Linked DNA regions of Pan troglodytes: region 2 is linked to region 1. A link is a contact called in public HiChIP or PLAC-seq data. All regions are on one chromosome and are shown on one strand. The core of a region is the stretch at or near the end of the contact, and the rest is flanking DNA. Distances in the headings are between cores, read along the strand shown.

Region 1 (4,412 bases), core at 1,342-3,841:
CCCTCAAGCAGGCTGACCCTTAAGTCATCACGGGCATATTTTCATTTAAATTCTTCACACTTTCGACTCAAGAAAATTAGAGAAGCATACCTGCTCTATATCCTTGGAAGTGGAGGTCTGGTTTTCTCCCATGATTCCAGGTTGCTCATTTTCCCATGGTAATTTATTTTTTCCTTTTCCTGCACTTAATACCCTTCGGGTACAGATAGTTGGGCTGTAAGATCCATAAATGTGCATGCTATCCCTCACGTGGTCACCACAGTGACAGTGTGCACTCTGAGTTCTGTTACCAGCCAAAAGCCAATCCGTATCTGCTCCATGTGCCAAATGGTTTGACCTACCCCCGGCAGAAGATGGCATCAGTACTGCATATTCCACAAATCCCTGCTCTGTGAGCCTTGGTAAGGTTTTCCTAGCCAATCTGGCCTGCACAGCATTCATCACTCCATCTCCATTATCTTGCAGTTCAACTGTATCCACAGCTTTAAAAAGGATGCTGGTTTTACCTGAGCCCATTGATGATGCCAATACGGCAAAAGCTTCTAAAGCTGCTTGGCGTACCCTGCGTTTGCTATCTACAAGAGCTGGGGCAAGATCAAAGGACAGTTTGGGCAAGTCAAAATCCTCACTAGGATAGGTCAGCAGGGAGCAGATGCAAATGTTCACCACCTCCTCTCTCACTCTGGAATGCTTATGTTTGAGATGTTCCAGGAGTAAACAAAGCACCTGCTGAGGTCCTACTTCCTTCATTAGCTTGAGGAAGATTTTCATGTATTCTTGTTTGATCACCAACTTGTTGTCCGCCAGCACTTTGACAGAAGCTGCTATAACTGGTCCCAAGAACTGCTGTACCTGCTCTCCAAGGCGAATAACCAGTAAATGCAGGACTTGAAGTGTGCCATGCACCACTTTGAAGTTAGAATCGTCTAACAAATTATACAGCAAACTAATGAAGCCAACAAGACTAGAATGAGGAGTAGAACTAGGGTTAAATTTTCCCAGCACCTGCTTTAGTTCTTCGACGGCCTGGGTCCGGTTCTTATAGTCTTCCTGATCCAATAATCGTGAATGCAGCTCCTGAGGAATAATCCCAAATTTAAGATTGCTGTTGGAAAGAGTCACTGCACAGGGAAGGGGATCTTCAGGAAATCCAGAGGCTTCAAGTTCCAAATAATAAGGAACCTGACTTCCAAACTGGGACTCCAGGCGGTGATTGTAGTGTCTCCTCAGGGCAGAGGGCAGACGAGAAATATAAGATTGAAACCTGTCTTGGCCAAGTCGCTCCCCAATTTGTTGAAGTGCGGAGAAAGCTGTCTCAGATTCTTCTTCTGTCTCCTGATCACCAAGCTTTCGGGCTAGGGATATTATCACCTCGGTGAGATCCAGACCAAGCAACAAGTCCTCAGTAGTAAGCAAGATGGGAAGCAGTAGTGCTGTGGAAGCTCTAAGTCGGGCATCGGTACTTTCCAGTCCTTGTTGTATAAGCGTTCTCAGCACCTCTCCAGAACTACGTTTCAGACATATATGAAGGATCTGCAGCGCATCTTTCCGCAGGGCTGGATTCTCTTCCCGTAACGAGACAACTAGTTGAGGCAAAAGTGCTAAGCTAAAGGCCTCTTCAAGCTGGCCTGCCTCCCCCTGACCCCGGAGAACGTCCGAGAGAAGTTGCAAGCAAAGCCGCTTCTCATCACTACCTCCTTCCACAAGCACTCGGCCCAGTGCCCGATACAAAGCTTCCTTGCGTCGGGGGAAGCCAAGTCGACCGCCCCGCCGCGGCAAAGCAGCTTGCAAAGCCTGAAAGGCCTCAGAAGGATCCGGGGCAGTGCGGAGGAGTTGAAGGAGCCGAGTGTCCTCTTCATCTCCCCCTGACAAACCGCCTCCAGACTCAGACCAGCTGCTTGAGACTGCCTCCGAGGGCATCAAGAGGGCCGAGGCCAGAGGCGAAGTTGTAGTGGGGCAGGAACCGTGGTCCCCCGCAGCTCCACGGAAGTAGTAGTTTTTCTCTCCTCTCATAATGCCCCCAACTCGACTATCATCAGTCTCTGGGGCGGAAGGACGACTGCGGCTCTGGAGCCGATAGGTAGAGAGGACTGGAAAGGGCGGCAGCAGAAGCAGCGCGGAGGGGGCAGCCGCCATGCAGGGTTGTCAGGTGGTGGTGGTTGGAAGAAACCATTGCTGTCTCCAAAGGGCTCGATGGAGCCCAGACTTCCAGATCCTCTCCAAGCCCCAAGCTGCAGAAGAGGCAAAAGAACAGCTTCAGCCTGCCGCCAGGCCGCCCCCAACTCCGGGAGGCAGCCTCTGGCAAAATGGCCCCCGTCTGAGCCCTAGACCCCACAGCTGCCACCGGGCGTAACCAAGGGCACCACGTGACCAAACCGATTGCTTCCATGGTGATGTACCCAGCGCGGACCTCTTGACCCGGAAATCCACTTGCCGTGATGAATGCTGGGTTATGTAGTCCACGTCAGGTGTTGAGACTAGGCCAAAGTCTCCTGGAAGAGGAAGTCAGAACGTTGTAAACGTAGCTACAGCGGAGAAGGGAGGAGGGGTGAAGACATTTGACGGATGTGACGCTTTCTTTGCTCTGGGCGGAAGTTGCCCGCCCCACCCGTAAGAGTTAGGGTTTGACCGGAGCTAGTGAGGATCCAGCCCAGGCTCCAGTTGTCCGCGGATCCTCCTCCTGTCGCTGCCCGTGTGATTACTGGGACTCAGGTATTTTCCTTTTGCTGTCCTCCAGCGGTGCAGGCTTTGGCAGTGTTTTGCCCGAATGCCACTGGTGCTAGAGTAAGAGGCAAAGGACTGAGCGGAGCAGGTGGAAAGAGAGGCGACATCTTCTTGTGCAGGGCTCGTCACCCTTGTAAACGCGTTACTCTCTACCACCCTGAGTAACTGCGATCCTTTCCTCTTGCCATCTGCTTATCAGGACAGAAGATCTGGACCACGGCCAAGCTCACAAATCGGGTATTTTTTTTTCAATTCCTGGTCTTTGGGGCCTTTATTCGCCTCCCCCTTCTCCTTTTGTCGACTTCTCTTAACCCTCCGGCCGCAGAGGGTTAAATTTTTTTTGTTTTTGTTTGTTTGCTTTTGGCAACGTTTCCTTACCCTCATCACTTTGCGTTTTCTTTACAACGTACATAATATGGAAATAGGTCTGTTTTTTTTCCCCTGTAGCTAACCGCCTCTCCCTTAGACGTTATCAAAATCTTTCCTTCTAATGCAGTTCCTCTGTGGGACTCTCCCCTAACCTCCGCCCCCTCGGTCTGCCGCCCTAGCCTCCCTGCAGGATCCTCAAGCGTCTCTGCAGCTTTTCAGTCTCCTAGAGACAGAGATTGCGAAGACAATTTCACTTGCGGTGGAAGTTCTTTTTGGCATCATGGTTCTAAGAGAATTCTGCCTTGTGGATTTAGGAATGATAGTAGACATTTATTTATTTTAGGCGAACTGAGAATTTTGTGTGCATTTTCTCCTTCTCATAAGTGATACTTAAACGGACACAGTGGAAGAGCTGGAGTGTCTAGTGTGAGCCTGAATGCTTTGGAGTGTGGAAGAGAGATTTTTTTTTTTTGAAGGAATAATACAATTACTTTTGAATGACTCGTGCGAAAAGTCTAAGTTATCATTTGAAGACCCAAATTTATGCACTTCAAATGCAAGTATTCCTACCCTGCTCTGTACCAGGTGGGATTTCTCTTAAATACTTTTTAAAGTCTTGGAATAAATGAGTCACATATGCCAAACAGCTTTATAAATAATGCTCCCAGCTGATGCAAGTGCAAAAATAATTTCTGGATTTTTGCCTTAAAGTACGATTTGAATATCAGTTTTGTTTTGTTTTGTTTTTGGGGGGTGGGGGTGGGGAATAGACTATTAATGTAAATGAGGCTGTGTAAATATACATCCTATGTTTTGGTTTAAATTCTAGGCTGTTACTTTGGTTTTAATGAGCCATTTTCGTGTTTAAATGAATCTGCCTAAATTAGGTTTAGCTAGCATGTTTCATTTTAGGGACAGGTTAAAGACAGGGAGGTGAAAAACAAGAAATGATTGTAGCAGTTGTCAATGAGAAAGTGTCTGGTTCTCACAGTTCCAACCTAAGAAGCTCAAATGTGTAGACTTCTAGTCATGTATTGCCCAGACTTGAGGAACCCAGTTCAAACTAACCTAGACAATGATGTACACATTACAGTGCCAGTTTATGTTGGATCAGAATTTTCAAGTTGAAAATCCAGTGCACTCTTTCTTGTATCCAAGAACTTGGGAAGCCAAGTTAATAACTAGAGGTTGTGTGGTAATCATGGAATCACAGAAAAGGAACTTCGAAAGTCTTAAATGAGAGACGTGGATACTTAAGCAGTTATCATGCCCTTTTCCTGGGAACAAAGCAAGATGAGTCTTCCTTTTGTTTCTTGTTT
Region 2 (4,412 bases), core at 860-3,359, 120 kb before region 1:
CCCCGTTTCTACTAAAAATACAAAAAATTAGGCGTGGTGGCGCGCATCTGTAATCCCAGCTACTGGGGAGGCTGAGGCAGAAGAATGACTTGAACCCGGGAGGCGGAGGTTGCGGTGAGCCAATAGCGCCATTGCACTCCAGCTTGGGCAACAAGAGTGAAATGCCATCTTTTGACCTAATACCTTTTTTTTTTTTCTCTGTATGCCTCTTATTCCTGTAGAGGTACTTAAAAATTATACCATTGACTATTCTTTTTCATAAACACAGAAATATATAAAAATCTGAAGTCATCACTAAAGACTGAAAGGAGTTTTGGGTAGAGCAAAACAAGTAGCTTTGCAATACACAAATCTCATCCACAAGGCAATCTGGAGATTTGGGATGTAAGAAGAAAAGAGACTATCATAACCACTGGTTTTGGCAGCTGTTTTTAGGGGCTAAGTAGTCACACGCCGACTTTTTAAAGTCTCTACATATTAAACACTATGTTCCAGAAACTAGATTTTGTATATGTATTTACATAAACGTCTACATCAATCTTCGGCTTTTTGGAAAACGTACCATTTGGCTGGAACTATACTACCTTCTTCCTCCTTTGGCTATTTTTAATTTTTTTTGAAGTCCTATCTTCCATGTAGATTTGTTAAAACATACCACAGAAAACAGCACATACAATTTTTATCATTTGACTTTTAAACATCTTCTTTTTCAATTATAAGATAAGCAAGGAAAAATATTCTGAGACTTTACACAAATAGTGTCTCATACCACCTATGAGCCATCTATGCTCAACCCCTACTTCAAAGTTCACAATCTAAGTACTAGTCCTCTTTAACACAACTCCTTTCCATCACTTTATCCCTACTAGAGAGTGAACAGTGGAAAGTTCCAACTTTTGCAACTCTAGAATGAGGTTATAAATCTAGAGGGAGGAGGAAAACCTGACAGTAGACGCTTGTTCTTTTCACTCCATTCAAGCTCCCATACAGCCTAAAACACTTAAGTTTCAACATGAGCTTCATACGTCCCTGTCCAAAACTTGCTTTCTCAAGCCTCACGCTTTCCAGCTGTAGCAAAGTTTATTTCTGAACAGATTAAATCAGTTGCTAAATAATCTGAAGTCCTCAAACAGAAGGCCATATGAGTATCAAACGAAAAAAACAACATTTGAATCAGCATAAATTTACATGGTATTATGGCATCATTACTAATACACTGAGCAGTATTATTTATTAACTTCAAGTATTAATTAACTTAAAGATGTGATTTTGGAGAAAAACACCAGTGGTGGTCTCTGATTACCAAAGTTAAACATTCTTAAGCACAATCCCTTAAAAAATCCTACCAGGATCAATGATGTGTTTTTTCTGTTTTAAAGTATCCTGCCAAAAGCTGTGGGTGCTGTGACTTAGGGTCGCAAAAGTGTTGCTTATGTAGTCAGAAGACAGAACGTGCCGTACAAGGCGCTCACATGCCTTAGTAATAGAACGTATATTATCTTCCCAATCCTCTGGCGGCTGCAAATGTGCTCCTTCCACTTCCAGCCACCCCAGCTGTGTTCCAGCTCCGGGAGAAGCAAGGGCTTTAGAATTACCCCCAAATATCTTCCTAAATCCAGGCGAAGGAGGCCCACACTTCTCCACCCTACCTAACGCACCCCTCAAGTGAAACGTTTGGTCTAAGAAAAAAATACCTTGCACCGCTCCACCCAACAGGTGGGAAGGAGAAAGGAATGGACAGCTGGGCGCTGAATCCGAGCCAGGCCTCAAACAGGGCGGGAGAGGGAGGCCGCGGCCAGAGCGCGGCCTGAAACCCGGCAGGCCCCTTTCAGTACCAAGTACCACCCTCTGCCCCAGCTAATTTCAAGGAGCCCGCCCCAGCAGACCTTATGATGGATGCCACTTGATGCCATGAGCCGAAGCCTGTGACGACCTAGCCGAAGATGGCACTTCACCGCCTCCGTCCCCACAGCCACCACAGCAGCCGCCACCCGCGCCACGGCCGCCTGGTCCAGGGCACGATGCGCATGCGTCAGTGTCCCTGGAGGCGAAAAAGTCACGTGGGTTCGCAGCGCGCAGGCCTGGCCCTCCCAGGGATCCTCGCTGCCCGTGCGGCCCCAGCCCCGCCCCCGCAGCCCCGCCCCGCCCCGCCGCGAGCGAGGGCGGGGACCGCTGCGCCTACCTGCTTTTCCCTCCATAGGGACTTCCCAAAGGAAAGGAGGGCGTTTAGGGGCTTTCACACGCCTGATCTTAAACACAGCGCCCTGACCCCTCCCCTCCAAAAACGGCAAAATGTCATTTTTGGGGGCAAATCTAAGGTTTTCCCTACAATTGTTCAAGCTTTCACACTAAAACATTTACCTAAAAACGGGCAGAAATTCAGCCTTAAACCCACAAATCTCACGATGGTATGGACCCTGGGCCCACTCAGGTTTCCTGAAAACTAAACAATTCTGGAGTTAGGGGTTTGGAGAACGGGCTATTGTTAAAGAAAAAAGTATTTAGTGACACTTGTTAAAGCACAAAAAGAGGGCTTTATTCAGGACCATCGCAACAGGTATAGGGACCACTGACTGCAATGGAGACTTGCAGTGGGGAAAGAGATATTGGGCTCAACTCCTCATACAGCATGGGCAAGTGGAGATTTATAGCCAAGGAGCGGTGGTAAGTGAATGTATAATTACTAAGAGGAAACATCAGGGTAAGGGGGATTTTGGCTAAACCCACCTAATAGGATTTTTGCTGAAGACAGGCCAAGATAATGAGGCATCACCTGGGGGATGGTGGAGACTGAAGAACCTGATCAGATATTGAGGATGATCAGCTATCAAGGATGGGGGTTTATTGCTAATCTGACTTAGCAAAGCTCTTTGTTTAAACTGGATTTTACAAAGAAAGTGTACAGAAGAGCCTAGCAGAAGATTCAGAAACCTGACTAAAGTTGGCCAAGCAAAAAAAAAAATCTTTGTATCTAAAGGGATATGTTATCCTCTGGACAAATTGAGGGGGGCTGTGCGTTAACAATCTTAGCAGTCCTCTTCAGTTGTACCACCATCTCCACTTTAATGAAAAAAAAATTTCTTTCAAATCTGGCCTCTCTCCCTTTAAGATTCTGTTACATTTGTGCCCCCGCATTCACCCGTCACTTACCATGTAATCTGTTGTTCCAGGTGCATTAGTATTACTATTGGGCTCCAAGTTCCTCATCTGAAATCTGTCTCCTCTGGAAATACTTATTTACAAGACGACGTTTCTTGTCACAACGCAGGTTAATCATAAATCCTCTCACCCGCACCTTTCCTTCGAAATACCAAATTCAGTCTTTTTTCCTACCTTTTACTTGCATCACACTGCACCTAGTAGTAGCTTTCCCTTTCCATTTGCCTCTTCTACTTTCCAAGCTAACTTTTTTGGATTCTCTGACAGTGTGGCCATGTTTTTTGTTTGTTTGTTTCACAGGTTTAAACAGCAGCTTTTAAATGTTTACTATGGGAAGAATAGTCAAGGGAGTGGTGCGTTGGGAAGACAGACCAGAGTTTGCTGCTGGCACTGTTACGCAGGGACTGTTTGGCATGACCTTCACTCCTATTCTGGTTCTTTGGTCTTTCTAAGGTGGCCTCAATTTCTTTATCAGTAAATAAGATTATCTCTGAGATGTCATTCACTCAAATAGCCATTTTATAAAAATCTACTTGCATCTTCAACTTCATTCACTGTGGATTCATTGTTTTACTTTATCTAGTTTTTACATTTTACCTTTCAAGCCGGTGCTATTGCTCTCACTCCCCTGCTTAAAAACCTCCACTGGTTTCCTCCTCCACTTTTTTTTTTTTTTAAGAAATCCTAAACTTTTAGAATGGAAAATACAGTGTTTTCATAATCATGCCAGCCTTCTCACTGTTTCTGCCTCCCCGTAACTCCACAGAACCTACTGTTCCCACAGCCCTTTTATGTGTGGAAACCTTTAAGTGGGCTCTTCTCTTTGCCTAAAATGTGATCCCCGCTGGCAGAAACATACATTATCTTAAAAACTGATTTAGCCGGCAGGGCGTGGTGGCTCATGCCTGTAATCCCAGCGCACTTTGGGAGGCCGAGGCGGGGAGATCATGAGGTCAGGAGTTCGAGACCAGCATGACCAACATGGTGAAACCCCATCTCTACTAAAAATACAAAAATTAGCTGGGTGTGGTGGCGCACGCCTGTAATCCCAGCTACTCAGGAGGCTGAGGGAGGAGAATCAATTGAACCCGGGAGGCAGAGGTTGCAGTGAGCCAAGATGGTGCCACTGCACTCCAGCCTGGGAGACAGAGTGAGACTCCATCTCAAAACAAAAAACAAACAAACAAAAAAATTGATTTACCCTTAGTTGACTTTTTAAAAATTGTGTATCATAATTATAAACTTTGGGAAGA

The links. HiChIP or PLAC-seq counts read pairs in DNA pulled down with a chosen protein or histone mark.
Region 2: an H3K4me3 HiChIP or PLAC-seq map of stem cell-derived excitatory neurons shows a contact between it and region 1, with 2.7 times the contacts expected there. The contact joins the promoter of PRPF39 here to the promoter of KLHL28 in region 1. A contact is called at or near these places in 1 of 7 Hi-C or Micro-C datasets (stem cell-derived neural progenitor cells) and 1 of 1 datasets of contacts at active chromatin or transcription factors (stem cell-derived excitatory neurons).

The regions. Positions count from the first base shown.
Region 1 is chr15:43,039,494-43,043,905 of NHGRI_mPanTro3-v2.0_pri, reverse strand. It overlaps KLHL28 (kelch like family member 28), which reads left to right and starts at 2,591. Exons shown (of 5, transcript XM_016926034.4): 1 at 2,591-2,961. TOGARAM1 (TOG array regulator of axonemal microtubules 1) reads right to left here and starts at 2,568. Exons shown (of 21, transcript XR_010150936.1): 1 at 91-2,568.
Region 2 is chr15:43,160,664-43,165,075 of NHGRI_mPanTro3-v2.0_pri, reverse strand. It overlaps PRPF39 (pre-mRNA processing factor 39), which reads right to left and starts at 2,109. Exons shown (of 16, transcript XM_063792895.1): 1 at 1,887-2,109. It overlaps LOC107968309 (a long non-coding RNA gene), which reads left to right and starts at 2,110. Exons shown (of 3, transcript XR_001709407.2): 1 at 2,110-2,664; 2 at 3,171-3,268; 3 at 3,460-3,708.